4 separate regions of the Mus musculus genome follow, and regions 1, 2 and 3 are each linked to region 4. A link is a contact called in public HiChIP or PLAC-seq data. All regions are on one chromosome and are shown on one strand. Each heading gives the region's core, a stretch centred on a gene start, on an enhancer-like site or on the middle of the called end of the contact. The rest is flanking DNA. Distances are from core to core; before and after follow the strand shown.

Evidence for each region. HiChIP or PLAC-seq counts read pairs in DNA pulled down with a chosen protein or histone mark.
Region 1: an H3K27ac HiChIP or PLAC-seq map of embryonic stem cells shows a contact between it and region 4, with 6 read pairs. The contact joins two enhancer-like sites. A contact is called at or near these places in 3 of 39 promoter capture datasets (cranial neural crest, frontonasal cranial neural crest and maxillary cranial neural crest), 4 of 484 Hi-C or Micro-C datasets (B-cell progenitors, bone marrow-derived macrophages, embryonic heart and 1 more) and 1 of 115 datasets of contacts at active chromatin or transcription factors (embryonic stem cells).
Region 2: an H3K27ac HiChIP or PLAC-seq map of embryonic stem cells shows a contact between it and region 4, with 5 read pairs. The contact joins two enhancer-like sites. A contact is called at or near these places in 4 of 484 Hi-C or Micro-C datasets (bone marrow-derived macrophages, embryonic stem cells, nephron progenitors and 1 more), 2 of 115 datasets of contacts at active chromatin or transcription factors (embryonic stem cells and stem cell-derived neural progenitor cells) and 1 of 9 other capture datasets (adipose tissue).
Region 3: an H3K4me3 HiChIP or PLAC-seq map of embryonic stem cells shows a contact between it and region 4, with 16 read pairs. The contact joins the promoter of Cdh1 here to the enhancer-like site in region 4. A contact is called at or near these places in 1 of 39 promoter capture datasets (cranial neural crest), 2 of 484 Hi-C or Micro-C datasets (both in embryonic stem cells), 5 of 115 datasets of contacts at active chromatin or transcription factors (embryonic stem cells, epiblast stem cells and forebrain) and 4 of 9 other capture datasets (adipose tissue, liver, macrophages and 1 more).

The regions. Positions count from the first base shown.
Region 1 is chr8:106,673,651-106,676,430 of GRCm38.p6, reverse strand. No RefSeq gene overlaps it. Among named protein-coding and RNA genes, the nearest start is that of Tango6, 8.0 kb to the left of the region's middle. Within about 2 kb of position 1,265, at least 18 of the 459 cell types and tissues checked have an H3K27ac peak or open chromatin away from gene starts, as enhancers often do. A contact at or near this core is called in embryonic stem cells, where this site is marked.
Region 2 is chr8:106,643,797-106,646,906 of GRCm38.p6, reverse strand. The region is part of intron 2 of Cdh1 (cadherin 1); the gene reads right to left. Among named protein-coding and RNA genes, the nearest start is that of Tango6, 38 kb to the left of the region's middle. Within about 2 kb of position 1,831, at least 37 of the 459 cell types and tissues checked have an H3K27ac peak or open chromatin away from gene starts, as enhancers often do. A contact at or near this core is called in embryonic stem cells, where this site is marked.
Region 3 is chr8:106,601,601-106,604,676 of GRCm38.p6, reverse strand. Cdh1 (cadherin 1) reads right to left here and starts at 1,327. Exons shown (of 16, transcript NM_009864.3): 1 at 1,135-1,327; 2 at 270-390. The coding sequence starts at 1,182.
Region 4 is chr8:106,450,231-106,453,046 of GRCm38.p6, reverse strand. All of the region lies in intron 1 of Gm51545 (a long non-coding RNA gene), which reads left to right. Among named protein-coding and RNA genes, the nearest start is that of Gm51545, 16 kb to the left of the region's middle. Within about 2 kb of position 1,491, at least 22 of the 459 cell types and tissues checked have an H3K27ac peak or open chromatin away from gene starts, as enhancers often do. A contact at or near this core is called in embryonic stem cells, where this site is marked.

The sequences.
Region 1 (2,780 bases), core at 16-2,515, 220 kb before region 4:
AACAGTTTTTAGTTGGGAGGGTTCGAACTTTAGGGTGAGGAGTTTTGGGGTGAAAAGTTTAGGAGTGTTCCGAGAACAACCTCTAGATGGGAGGGGGTGGGCTCCGAGGTAAAAAGTTCATGTTCTCACAAGAGGCCAGTAATTTTTTATTCTTCAATGGAATTTAAATCCAGAGCCTCTAGTGCACGCTCTCTGCCAATAAGCTGCATTGGCATCGCCAGCAGTGAGTCTTTAAAATGTCCTTAGCAATGTTCCTCTTTGTCCTATTTATATGACTATTACATTACTAGAAGATTCACTTAATACTAAAACCATAAATCCCCCCCATTATGTTTATATGGAAATGAAACTAAGTTTGAGATTCAGATAATTATCGGAAGTTTTTTTCACCTCCACAATTCCTAATAGGGACAGTTGAAGATCCCAGTTGTCAATGTTGTTGAGTGGGTGGGTGGTTTGGGGTTGTTTTGTTTTGTTTTTTTGAGACAGGGTTGGGGTGTAATAGCCCTGGCAGTCCTAGAACTTGATTTGTAGACCAGGACGCCCTCAAACCTGAAGAGATTCATCTAAAGGCGTGTGTCACCATGCCTGGACCAATGCTAGGGTTTGCTTTTTAATTATTTTTAGCTATTCTTATTTATAAGGAATAAATCATTACATCTTTACCCCACATACATGATTGTCCTTTGCTTATACGCCCCCCACACCCACCCCAGGCCATTGTTCCCATTGTCCATTTCTTTTTTTTTTTTTTTTTTTTTTTTTTGGTTTTTCGAGACAGGGTTTCTCTTTATAGCCCTGGCTGTCCTGGAACTCACTTTGTAGACCAGGCTGGCCTCGAACTCAGAAATCCGCCTGCCTCTGCCTCTCGAGTGCTGGGATTAAAGGCGTGCGCCACCACGCCCGGCCCCATTGTCCATTTCTACCCCTCTTACTGATCCTCTTCCTGCCCCAAGTCGATGCTTTTGGGAATTCAATCTTTAGCATGCTTGCCCCTCCCCAGTAAATACTGATAACTGCACTCTGAAGACTGAAGCAGGTCGAAGAAAAGGAAAAGGAGACAATACATCAAAACCCAATCATGATCTGCTATCACTGCCATTTCCCATCTCAAGATCTAAAATTGTAAACTGTGTAGCATTGGAAATGTGTAAAATGTTCCTCCACCCTCCCTGGGGCACACTGGGCTGGAGCATGGTTGACTCCCGCCCTAGACTCCACATGTAGTCTCAATCATGGGGAAAGCAGCTTTCGGTTTAATTCATTCCTCAGAGCTAGGTCGTCTGCCCCCTTGTGGTCTATCTCATTCTTCTGGGTTCCAACCCAAACCCATCCACTTTCCAGCCTCTAAAATGAAAAGAAAACGTGGTCCCAAGGCTACCGGGGAGAAGTTTAAAAGAACCATTGTCAGTCACTGCCAATGTGGGGTAAAATGTCTGAGCTCACTTCCTGGTTTGAAAATTCACCAATCCCTGAGCGCGAAATCCCTCCTGTCCCCACCTCCCCGAAGAAAGTGAGCCTCTCCTGCTCACTGCCCTCTGCTTATTGCAAGAGCAGAGGCAGCCACCCTCTTCCCTCCTTCCCCAATAAATCTTTTTTTTTTTTTTTTTTTTTTTGGTTTTTTTTTTGAGACAGGGTTTCTCTGTGTAGCTCTGGCTGTCCTGGAACTCACTTTGTAGACCAGGCTGGCCTCGAACTCAGAAATCCGCCTGCCTCTGCCTCCCAAGTGCTGGGATTAAAGGCGTGCGCCACCACGCCCGGCCCCAATAAATCTTTTGTGTGAGGTTTGTTATGAGGTTTGTATCTAACCTTGAAACAAACAAAACAAGTGTATCTAACCTTGTGGTACTCCTTGGCTCCCTACTGCCAGGATATCTTCCCCCCTCAGAGCTGTAACACTTACAGGCAGTATTTGCAACAGGGGAAAATGGTTACTCTTCTTCTCCATCTCTTCCTCAAATGCTGTGGCGAAGACGCGCACGCAGACACGCGCGCGCGCGCGCACACACACACACACACACACACCCTGAGGATTAAAGACCACCACTGCCTGGCTCCTGTGGACATCTTTACATGGGGAGATGTGTTTTATGGGAGAATACACAACCTTGAAAGTGACATTGATGTTCTTCCATTGTGTACATCCCTCCCAGGCTTTTAGAACTAGACAATTTTCCTTCAGTATATGCACAAATTCATCCTGGGAAAAATTACGAAAAGTGATTGAATGTTGTACAACTTCAGGTTCTTGAGCTCAGCAGGCTAAGGCAGGATTGCTTGAGTTTGAGGCCAGCTGATCTTCATAGAGAGTTCAAGACCAGTCAGGGCTACTGGTCTCAAAATATGGGGGGTGGGATGCGCAGCAAGATGGCTCATCAGATAAAGGTGGTTGTCACCAAGTCTGACACAAAACTTGAGTTTTATCCCCAGGACTGAGAAAACCCTGGTGCCTACAAGGTCCTATGACTTCCTCATGCACAACCACCTGAACTGTACACACACCGAATAAATCGTACCCACAAATAAATGTAATTTTTTTAATTAAAAAAAAGGGGGGAGATGGAAGGAAAAGTTGAGTGAGTGAGGGCTTGTCTCACAATCAAAAAAAGGAGAAGAGTTTGATTCCTAAAACCCACATGAGAAAAAAAATCTAGAGCCAGGTGGTGGCCCAAGCCTTTTAATCCCAGCACTTGGGAGGCAGAGGCAGGCTGATTTCTGAGTTCAAGGCCAGCATGGTCTACAGAGTGAGTTCCAGGACAGGGCTACACAGAGAAACTCTG
Region 2 (3,110 bases), core at 582-3,081, 190 kb before region 4:
CTGCCAAGGGTGGTAGCAAAAGAGAGCTGAGAGGCTTGGTAAATAACCTGGTGCGAGGCAATTAACCTGCTCAAGGCACCTCTTAATGGCGACTCGGCCTCACCCTTGGAGAAGTGACACCTTGTAAGTATGACAAGAGAGGCCCGACCTGAATTTCCAGGTGCTGGTTAAGGCTCATTATCTTTCTGTAAAACCAGATCCTCTGGGCTGAGAAATAAGGGAAAGTTGGAGGGGCTTGCTGGCTCCAGGAAGGTTCTAGAAGTTGTCTTCCACCGGGCTCAGCTATGCAGAACTCTGAGAACACCAAGATCAGCCCAAGGAGCTGGGTGTGCATTGATGTTTCCCCAGGGGAAGGTACTGAATAAAGAAAGCTGCCAAGGGACTAAGTCAACCTCACCCAGTGGGACACCTTTCCTTAACCAGCTGTGCTATGCACTGGTCCCCATGGGAATTAAGACCCCTGAGCATCTGTCTCTTAATTGGAAAACCTACCACAGTAGTCACCACCATCACCATTATTACCAGGAAACTCCACAACCTCAAACTGGGTGTGGTAGTGCACACCTGCAATCCCATGATTGGAAAGTCTGAACTAATACTTTCAATTACTCTTGTCAACTACTTTGGCCACATTTTAAATATTTGCAGAACACTATCGTTCCAGGCTCCATTTTAAGCACTTTACAAACATTAAACCGTTCAAACCCAGAACTTTATACAGTTGATATATGCTTTGCTTTCTATATCTTGCTTTTTCAGACTGGGTCTCTTCTCTGTACGTAGCCCTGGCTGTCCTGGAACTCACTCTGTAGACCAGGCTAGTCTCGAACTCACAGAGATCTGCCTGCCTCTGCCTTCTGAGTGCTGGGATTAAAGGCGTGCGCCACCACGCCTCTGGCACATCCTCTTTTTACAGATGCGGAAATCGGCAAGGCTGGGATTTAGACGAAGGCAATCTGAGATCTCTTGCTCCTTGATTGCATTCCTTGCCTCTCTATAGAGGGTCCTTGCTCTGGTGGTGGTCTTTGCCTTGTATTTCCTTAGGCTTTTATTTTTGTATGTATGGGTCTGTCTCTCTCTCTCTCTCTCTCTCTCTCTGTGTGTGTGTGTGTGTGTGTGTGTGTGTGTAGGTCAGATGATGACAACTTGCAGGCATCAAGTCTCTCCTTCCATGTAGGTCCCTGGGATCAAACTCAGGCTGCCAGGCTGGGCGGCAAGCATTTTTACCCACTTAATTCTTTTCATCCTCTAGCCCCTTACTATATATGTGCACAGGGGTGTATGTGGCAGGGGATATATGGGGGTCAGAGGACAACCTCATGGGGTTAGCTTTATGCTCCTGCTGTTACATATATCCCATGGACTGATATGCCACTGAGCTACTGGGGAGGGGTGGTGCAACTTCTCCCTGCCCCCATCCCAGCCTTGCTGAGGCCCCTTCAGCATGGGCTTTCTTTTCCTGAAATTATACACTGCTGAGTTCAGAGCTTAATTGGTTCACCCCTAAATGAGGGCTCTTCACTGCTATTCAAGACTGTCCCTGCCCCACCCCAATTGTTGGCAATGCAATCGAAAACTTTGCATACACAGACTAGCCCGTGCTAGTACCTCTATCATGGGCATGAATGATAACTGGAGAAAACTGATAGAAGAGGGGTTGAGGTGGGCTTTTTTCCCCCTAAATACAGCTCTGTAGTAAAGCATTTGCCTATAACACGTGTAAAGTTTTGAGTTAAATTACCAATAGGGGGCAGGGGAGGGCTGGTCTCAATCCTAGCACTTGAAAGTGGAAAGAGGACCAGAAATTCAAGGTCATCCTGGGCTACATAGCAGATTAGATAGAGGCCAGCCCAAGAAACATCAGACTGCCTCAAACTACCCACCCAAGAAGGGTGTGTGTGTGTGTGACATTATTGTTTCTTTGTTGATTACAATTAAAATAAATTCTTTAAATGACAAAAAACCAAGAATGTCTTTTTAGTATGCCTAAGTTTTATATTCATTGTAAGCACCCCATCTTTTAGCAGGCTTGGCAGAAGTAGTAGCTAACAGCAGAAAACCCTGGGGACATAATTCAATACAAATAAAAGGCAGGGTTGGTGAAAGCCTCTGGTCACGTGGGTGGGCGGGCGGGCGGGCAAGCGCGAGCCTTCGCTACATTCTTTTCCAGTAATTGCCATCGAGCCAAGGCCAGCCTCACTTGAAGGATCCCATTTCTTCTTCCACTAGGGTGGCCATCTCTGGAATGTGAGTGGGTAGAGACAAGGAATCTCAGAAGCCTCTGAACATCACAGAAAATGCTGGGGCTCGAGGACAGGGTCCTGTCACCAAGGGCAGCTAACCATGGTTGATCGCTTTAGCAACTAATAGGTGATCCAGTCTCTGGGAAACTGTTTGAAAATAGAACCCTGCTCATACCATGCACAAGGCAGGACATGAAGAACAGGTGTTTTTGTTTTGTTTTGTTTCTTTTTTTAGACTGCCTCCTTTGTTCAAACCTCTTCTCTGAGTATCCTTGACGAGAGAGGTTCCACAGACAACTCTGAGACCTCCGTTCAGCTATACTTAAAGGACCATTTATTTATACACAGGTGGTTGGCTCAAGGTAACAAAGGTATGATCAGAGTTTTCCTTCTGAGCTCCAGGGTTACAGAGCTACACTGCTACTGTGTATCCCAAAAATACCTCTGTATTTTCTGACTCAAACTCTGAAGACCAGAAGACAAAAAGTTTTACCCTGGGCTGGAGAGATGGCTTAGCGGTTAAGAGCAGTGATTGCTCTTCCGGGGGTCCTGAGTTCAAATCCCAGCAACCACATGGTGGCTCACAACCATCTGTAATGGGACCCAATACCCTCTTCTGGTGTGTCTGAAGATAGCTACAGTGTACTTCCATATAATAAATAAATAAATCTTAAAAAAAAAAAAGTTTCACCTGAAGGATGAGGGGACAGGAGTAGACAGTCTCTTGTTTTGTGGTTCAGTATTCCTTTCTAAAGTCTTCACAGATGTCACCACCCAGAAAACCTCCCCCCAGGTCATTTTCTTAGATGACATTGGGCAATGCAATGCCGGAACTCCCTCCTTTGATGTAAAATATTAACATGTCTC
Region 3 (3,076 bases), core at 78-2,577, 150 kb before region 4:
CGGTCTGAAATGATAGACCGGCTCCAGTAATCAGTTGGAGGAATACCGATGACCTCTAAATACCCTTGGCCCATTTCTGCCCCGTATAAATAGCAGAGCCAGACATATCTACCTTGATCAACCACAATCGATAAATAAGACTCCCAAATCTGCCGTAAATTCCAAGGAAGAGTTTTGTCCATTCCACCCTACCAGCATGGTAGCACGATTTCTTGGCGCCTTCACTACCCGACCCCACTCGGCCGAGTAACACCATCAGTTTCCCTTACCTCTGCCCAGGACATGGCCTCTCTCCAGGTGCCTCTCCGGCACCGGGAAGGTGTAGACCTCGGAACTGAAGCCGGGACTGCAGGACTCAGGCTCCAGCTCCTGGCAAAGCCATGAGGAGACCTGGGATGGAGGTAAAGTAAGCAAACTGGTGACTTGAGGGGGTTCCCAGCAGCCCACACCGAAACCAAGGGTAACCCTTCCCTCGCCTCGGGCGCCGGGATTAGTGGGGAGGACCCCCCTCAGGGCACACAGGGACGCTATCCGCTCATCCCGAAACCAGCCGCCAAGCTCCAAAAGCCTTTGGGGGAGGGGACATCTGGGGCCACCACCTGGCAACCTAGTCCACCTTCCTCTCCTAGCTCCATTTGCATCTCACTGGAGACGCCTTGACTCTTCCGGACACCACTTTCCTTCGACCGCGAACGGTCTCAACGCACACCCGCAGACTCCTCTCGGGTACCCCAATCTACGGTCCCTCCCTAACAGGACAGGTGCTTTTATAATACTAAAATCCCTTCCCTTATCTCGGATCGTCCGCGCTACTTCAGCACCCCACCTTCTACAGGCAGGCCCCCATCCTGCTCCACGCCTCCTCTGTCTCAAACAGGGACCCTGCTCAACCCGGGGACCCGGGAGCCGGCAGCGTGGCGCGCCCCCACCTGGGAACCTGCGCCAGAGGCGACCACTCCGCGCCCGCCTGGACCTCCCTCCCACTCCACCGCACTCAGCCCCGCACCGCGCAGCGCCCAGGGCGATCTGGCCCTCCGGATCCCAACTTTCTTGGAAGAAGGGAAGCGGGACCACAGCCGGCAGAAAAACACAGCGAAGCGGATCATGGGGCACGAGTCAGGACCCTCCACATACCTGCAGCAGGAGCAGGAGCGCGGAAAAGCTGCGGCACCGGGCTCCCATGGCGGACCCGGCAGACGCCGAGCAAACACTGAGCTCGGGTGCGGTCGGGCAGGGCCGGGTTAGGCCGGGCAGGAGTCTAGCAGAAGTTCTTGGGAACTCAGTAGTGCGCCGCGGCTCCCACACCAGTGAGCAGCGCAGAGGCTGCGGCCGCCAGGTGAGCCCGCAGGCACCGCCCCCGGCGCCGCTGATTGGCTGGGGACGCACCTGCAGGTGGCAGCCAAGGAACTGCAGGGCCCTCAACTTCCTCCACCCCTGTCTGTAGTTGGTGGCATGGGGCCGGCCTTAGAAGACTTCCCAGCTTCCTATTCCACGGTCGTTCGAATCCTAGCCTAGCTGTGCTCTGACCCACGGAGACATGGAGTTACAAAGGACTTTATTCATCATCTAGGTTTCCGTTTTGTTTCTTATGTTTTTATTTTCTTTGGTTGGATGAGTTTGTTTGCTTAGGGATTTTAAATGACATTTTAACATGGGGGGAGGGGTGCGTGCGCGGGCGAGAGCGCGATCCTGTGCTCGCAAACGCACGTGCCACAGACCGATTGTGGAGATAAGACGACAGCCTTCAAGAGTCAATTCTCTTCTTCCACCAAGAGGGTCTTGGGATTGCATTGCCGCCATTGGCCTTTACTGACTGAGCTATTTCTCCGACGGTTTTATTTTGTTTGGTAGCTTTTTTGTTTGTTTGTTTTCCAACTCAGGTGGGCCTGGAATTGTCTTAGTCTTAGCCATCCTCCTGTTTCAGTCTCCCGAATGCTGGGATTGCACAAGTGGGGTACCAGACCAGGCTAATCTAATTTTCTAACACCTGACCGGCTCCCTTTTGAGACATAGCCTTGCTATGTAGCCCAGCATGGCTTTAAACTCATCATTGTTCAAACTCAGCCTTCTCACTTCTGGGATGGAGCTACAGGTACCCACTACCTTACTGCCCGGCTAAAATCTGTTCTCTTAACTTCAGTTCTCAGGACTAGGTAACCCAGACTGGCTTTGACCTTGGGACCCCCAAGTAGCAGCATCCTATGCATCCCACATCCATCAGGTTTTTTGTTTTGTTTTGTTTTGTTGTTGTTGCTTTTTATTTTAAATCTTTTACTTACATTGTTCTCCCTCCGTGTATGTCTATGTGAGGGTATCAGATCTCCTGGAACTGGAATTACAGACAGCTGTAACTACCATGTGGTTGCTGGGATTTGAACCTGGGTCCTTTGGAAGCAGCCAGTGCTCTCAACCACTGAGCCATCTCTCCAGCCCTCCTCATCAGTTGTTCTGTTGGGTTTTATTTTTTAATAATTTATTTTGTTTATGTGTATTGGTGTGAGGATGTCAGGTCCCTTGGAACTAGAATTACAGCCAGTTGTGAAATGCCATGGGGGTGCTGGGATTTGAACCCGGTCCTTTCGAAAGGCAGTCAATGCTCTCAACCGCTGAGCCATCTCTCCAGCCCTCTCCCATCTGAGCTGGAAGAGATGTTACTCAAATCTGTTATTTACCTACAACTTGATATCGTGTAGCAAGTCAACGTGTTAAAGGAGGAAAGTCCAGAACTCAAGCTCTCCTGTTCCAGAGATTGAGACGTTTAATACCATAGTCATGGCATAGCCACCTGCACCTGAGAATTCTGTCCCTGGTACATAATTTTAGGATCAAAAATAAAATAGACAAATATTAGATTAGTTTCCCTGTCTGCCTATGGCCTGCCATGTCCGTGTTGCTTGGATATATGAAAACAAAGGCATCTCTCATTCCTATTGGTCCAACCTTGGCAAAACAGAGATTGGGGATGTAGCTCATACATGAGGCCCTGGGTACCACCCTCAGCACAGTGTAAAGCAGGTATGGTGGTGCCTATAATAGGCACATAGGGATTACACGTAGGCAGGAAAATCGTGACTTC
Region 4 (2,816 bases), core at 242-2,741:
GTGCATGTGTGTGTGTGTTCGTGTATGTGTGTGTGTGTCCTGTCTGTCTGTCTGTCTGTCTCTCTCTCTCTGTTTCTATATTTGATCCCATATGATAAGTTGCAATCAAAATTCAGGAGCACAGCCAGGCATGGTGCAGCATACCTTTGATCTCAGCATTTGGGAGGCAGAGACAGGTCAAGGCCAGCCTGGTTAGGACAACCAGGGCTGCATAGTGAGATCATGTCTGAAACAAAACAAAAACAATTCAGGGTCATTAAAAGTATTGCATAAGATTTGCCTCCGAACCATATAATAGAAGGCATGTATGAAATAAATCGCATTTGGATTTAGACTTCAATCCCATCCCCAAGTCCATAATCATGTACCTATAAATTTTACAAATTTGGAAATAAAATAAAATAAAATAAATTCAAAACAATTCCGGTCAAAGCATTTTGAATAAAGGATATTCAGGGGTTCCTACTTCATAAAACTTCACAGTGATTCATTGAAAATGCTCGGTGTATAGAAAATATTAACGTTGATGTCATTGGTTTTTTTTTTTTTTTTTGGTGGTAGGAACCAGAGACAGGGCCTCTCTAACCAGGTACATGCTCCAGCCACTCCAGGTAGACATAAGATCAGAGTGATTTCTCCTCTTTTGAGGTTTTTGCAGCCCTCATGCACCAAGCCTCTTCTAGAGGCAGCCTCATCATTAGGCATCAGTGTATAACCGACCACTCCCAGAGCCTAGCAGCTTCAACAATTGCTCATGAGTCTGTGAGCCTGTCTGGTGGTTCTGTGGGTCTGAGCAGGCCCAGCTCATCTCCTGTGGGCTCATTCAGGGGTCTAGCCACAGACAGCCGCCCACATCTAGAATGGCCACACTCACAATGTGGAGCAGTTGGCTAGCTGTCAGCTGGGATGAGAATGAGTGGACCACGATGCCAGCAGTCCAGCCTGGGCTTGTTTTCCCGGCAGTGTCCATAATGACAGAACAGAGCTTGCCCCAATCTTTTCACCACTTTTCATCACTGCTGCCCCAATCTTTTCACCACAAAGCCAGGCCAGAGTCAGGGACTGGGGAAAAAGACAACACCTTTTAGGGAGGAGGAGCCAGAAGGCCAGCCCTGAGTCAGGGACTGGGGAAAAAAGACTCCACCTTTTAGGTAGGAGGAGCCACAACAAGACCAGCCCAGAGTCAGGGACTTAGGAGGAGTCATGAGGTCATGTTATAAAGGGCTGATTATGAAGGACAATAGAGGTTTCTAGTTTTTTTTGTTTTTTTATATCAAACTACGTTTACCCACATCTGGGGGGAGGGGTGTTCATTGAGAGAGAAGTACGATTTCAGCATTAGAGTCAGATCAAATGTGATTCAAACCCCAATTCTAGGACTTGTGAGGCCTCACGGAGGTTCACTGAGATCTCAGGCTCCAGTCTCCTCACAGGGCCTGGAAGGGTGGTGGCCATCTGCATTCCTGGTACTTGGGAGGTAGAGACAGGAGGGTCAGGAATTCAAGGTCATCCTCAGGCTGTCACAGGGCCCAACTGAGGTACACGGAGGGAGCAGTGCTGACTCACCGGGCACACCCAGCAAATGCTCCACACACACAGGTGGGAACAATCCTGACTCTCAGGGCTCACCTTGGGCTCCCGCCTCTGCTTCCCAAGGCTGAGAAAAAGAAGGAAACAGGCCAGCTGGGAACTGATTTCCATGGCAATTCCTGGAATGGCAATTACCAAGTAAGAACTTAATTAGAGATCTTTGGGGAAAAGGAGAGGGGGATGCCATGGGGGAGGAGGAGAGAGAAGGCTGGAGGAAGGCAATAGAGGGAGACCAGGAGAGAGGAGCTCACCCACCAGAAAGAGTCCCCCAGCCCCTAAAACTGTGTGTGTGTGCATGTATGCATCTGTGGTGTATGCACATGTGTGTGTACATCTGTGGTATATGTATATATATGGGCATCTGTGGTATATGCATGTATATGTGCATCTTTAGTGATGCTTGAGTGTGTGCATCTGTGATATATGTATATGTGTGTGCATTTGTGATATATGCATGTGTGTGCACATCTATGGTGTATATACATGTATGTGAATACCTGTGGTATATGTATATGTGTGTGCATCTGTAGTATATGCATGTATGTGTGCATCTATAATGATTATACTTGAGTGTGTGCATCTGTGGTACATGTGCATGTGTGTATGCATCTGTGGTATATGTACATGTATGTGCATCTGTGGTGTGTGTACATATGTGTGCATTTGTGGTGTATGTACATGTTTGTGCATCTGTGGTGTATGTACATGAGCATGTGGTTTGTGTGAATCTGTGGTATATATACATGTGTCTGCATTGGTGGTATAAGTACATGTGTGTGCATCTGTGGTATATGTACATGTACGTATGTTCAGATGTACTAATAATGTATACATGAAGCCAGAGCACAATATTGGATATCTTTCTTTATCAAACTCCACCATATTTATTTTAAAGGTTACCTTCTTAAAAAATTGAATATTTTCTTTATTTACACTTCAAATGTTTTCCCCTTTCCAGGTCTCCCCTTCGGAAACCCTCTATCCCATCCCCCTGCCTCTATAAGGGTGCTCCCACCCTGGCATTCCCCTACACTGGGGTATTGAATACCTCTCCTCCCACAAATGTCCAACAAGACCATCCTCTGCCACATATATGGTCAGCACCATGAGTCCCTCCATGTGTATTTTGGTGGTCCAGTCCCTGGGAGCTCTGGGAGGGGGGTGTCTGGCCTGTTGACACTGTTGCTCCCTCTATGGAGCTGCAAACCCCTTCAGCTCCTTCGTTT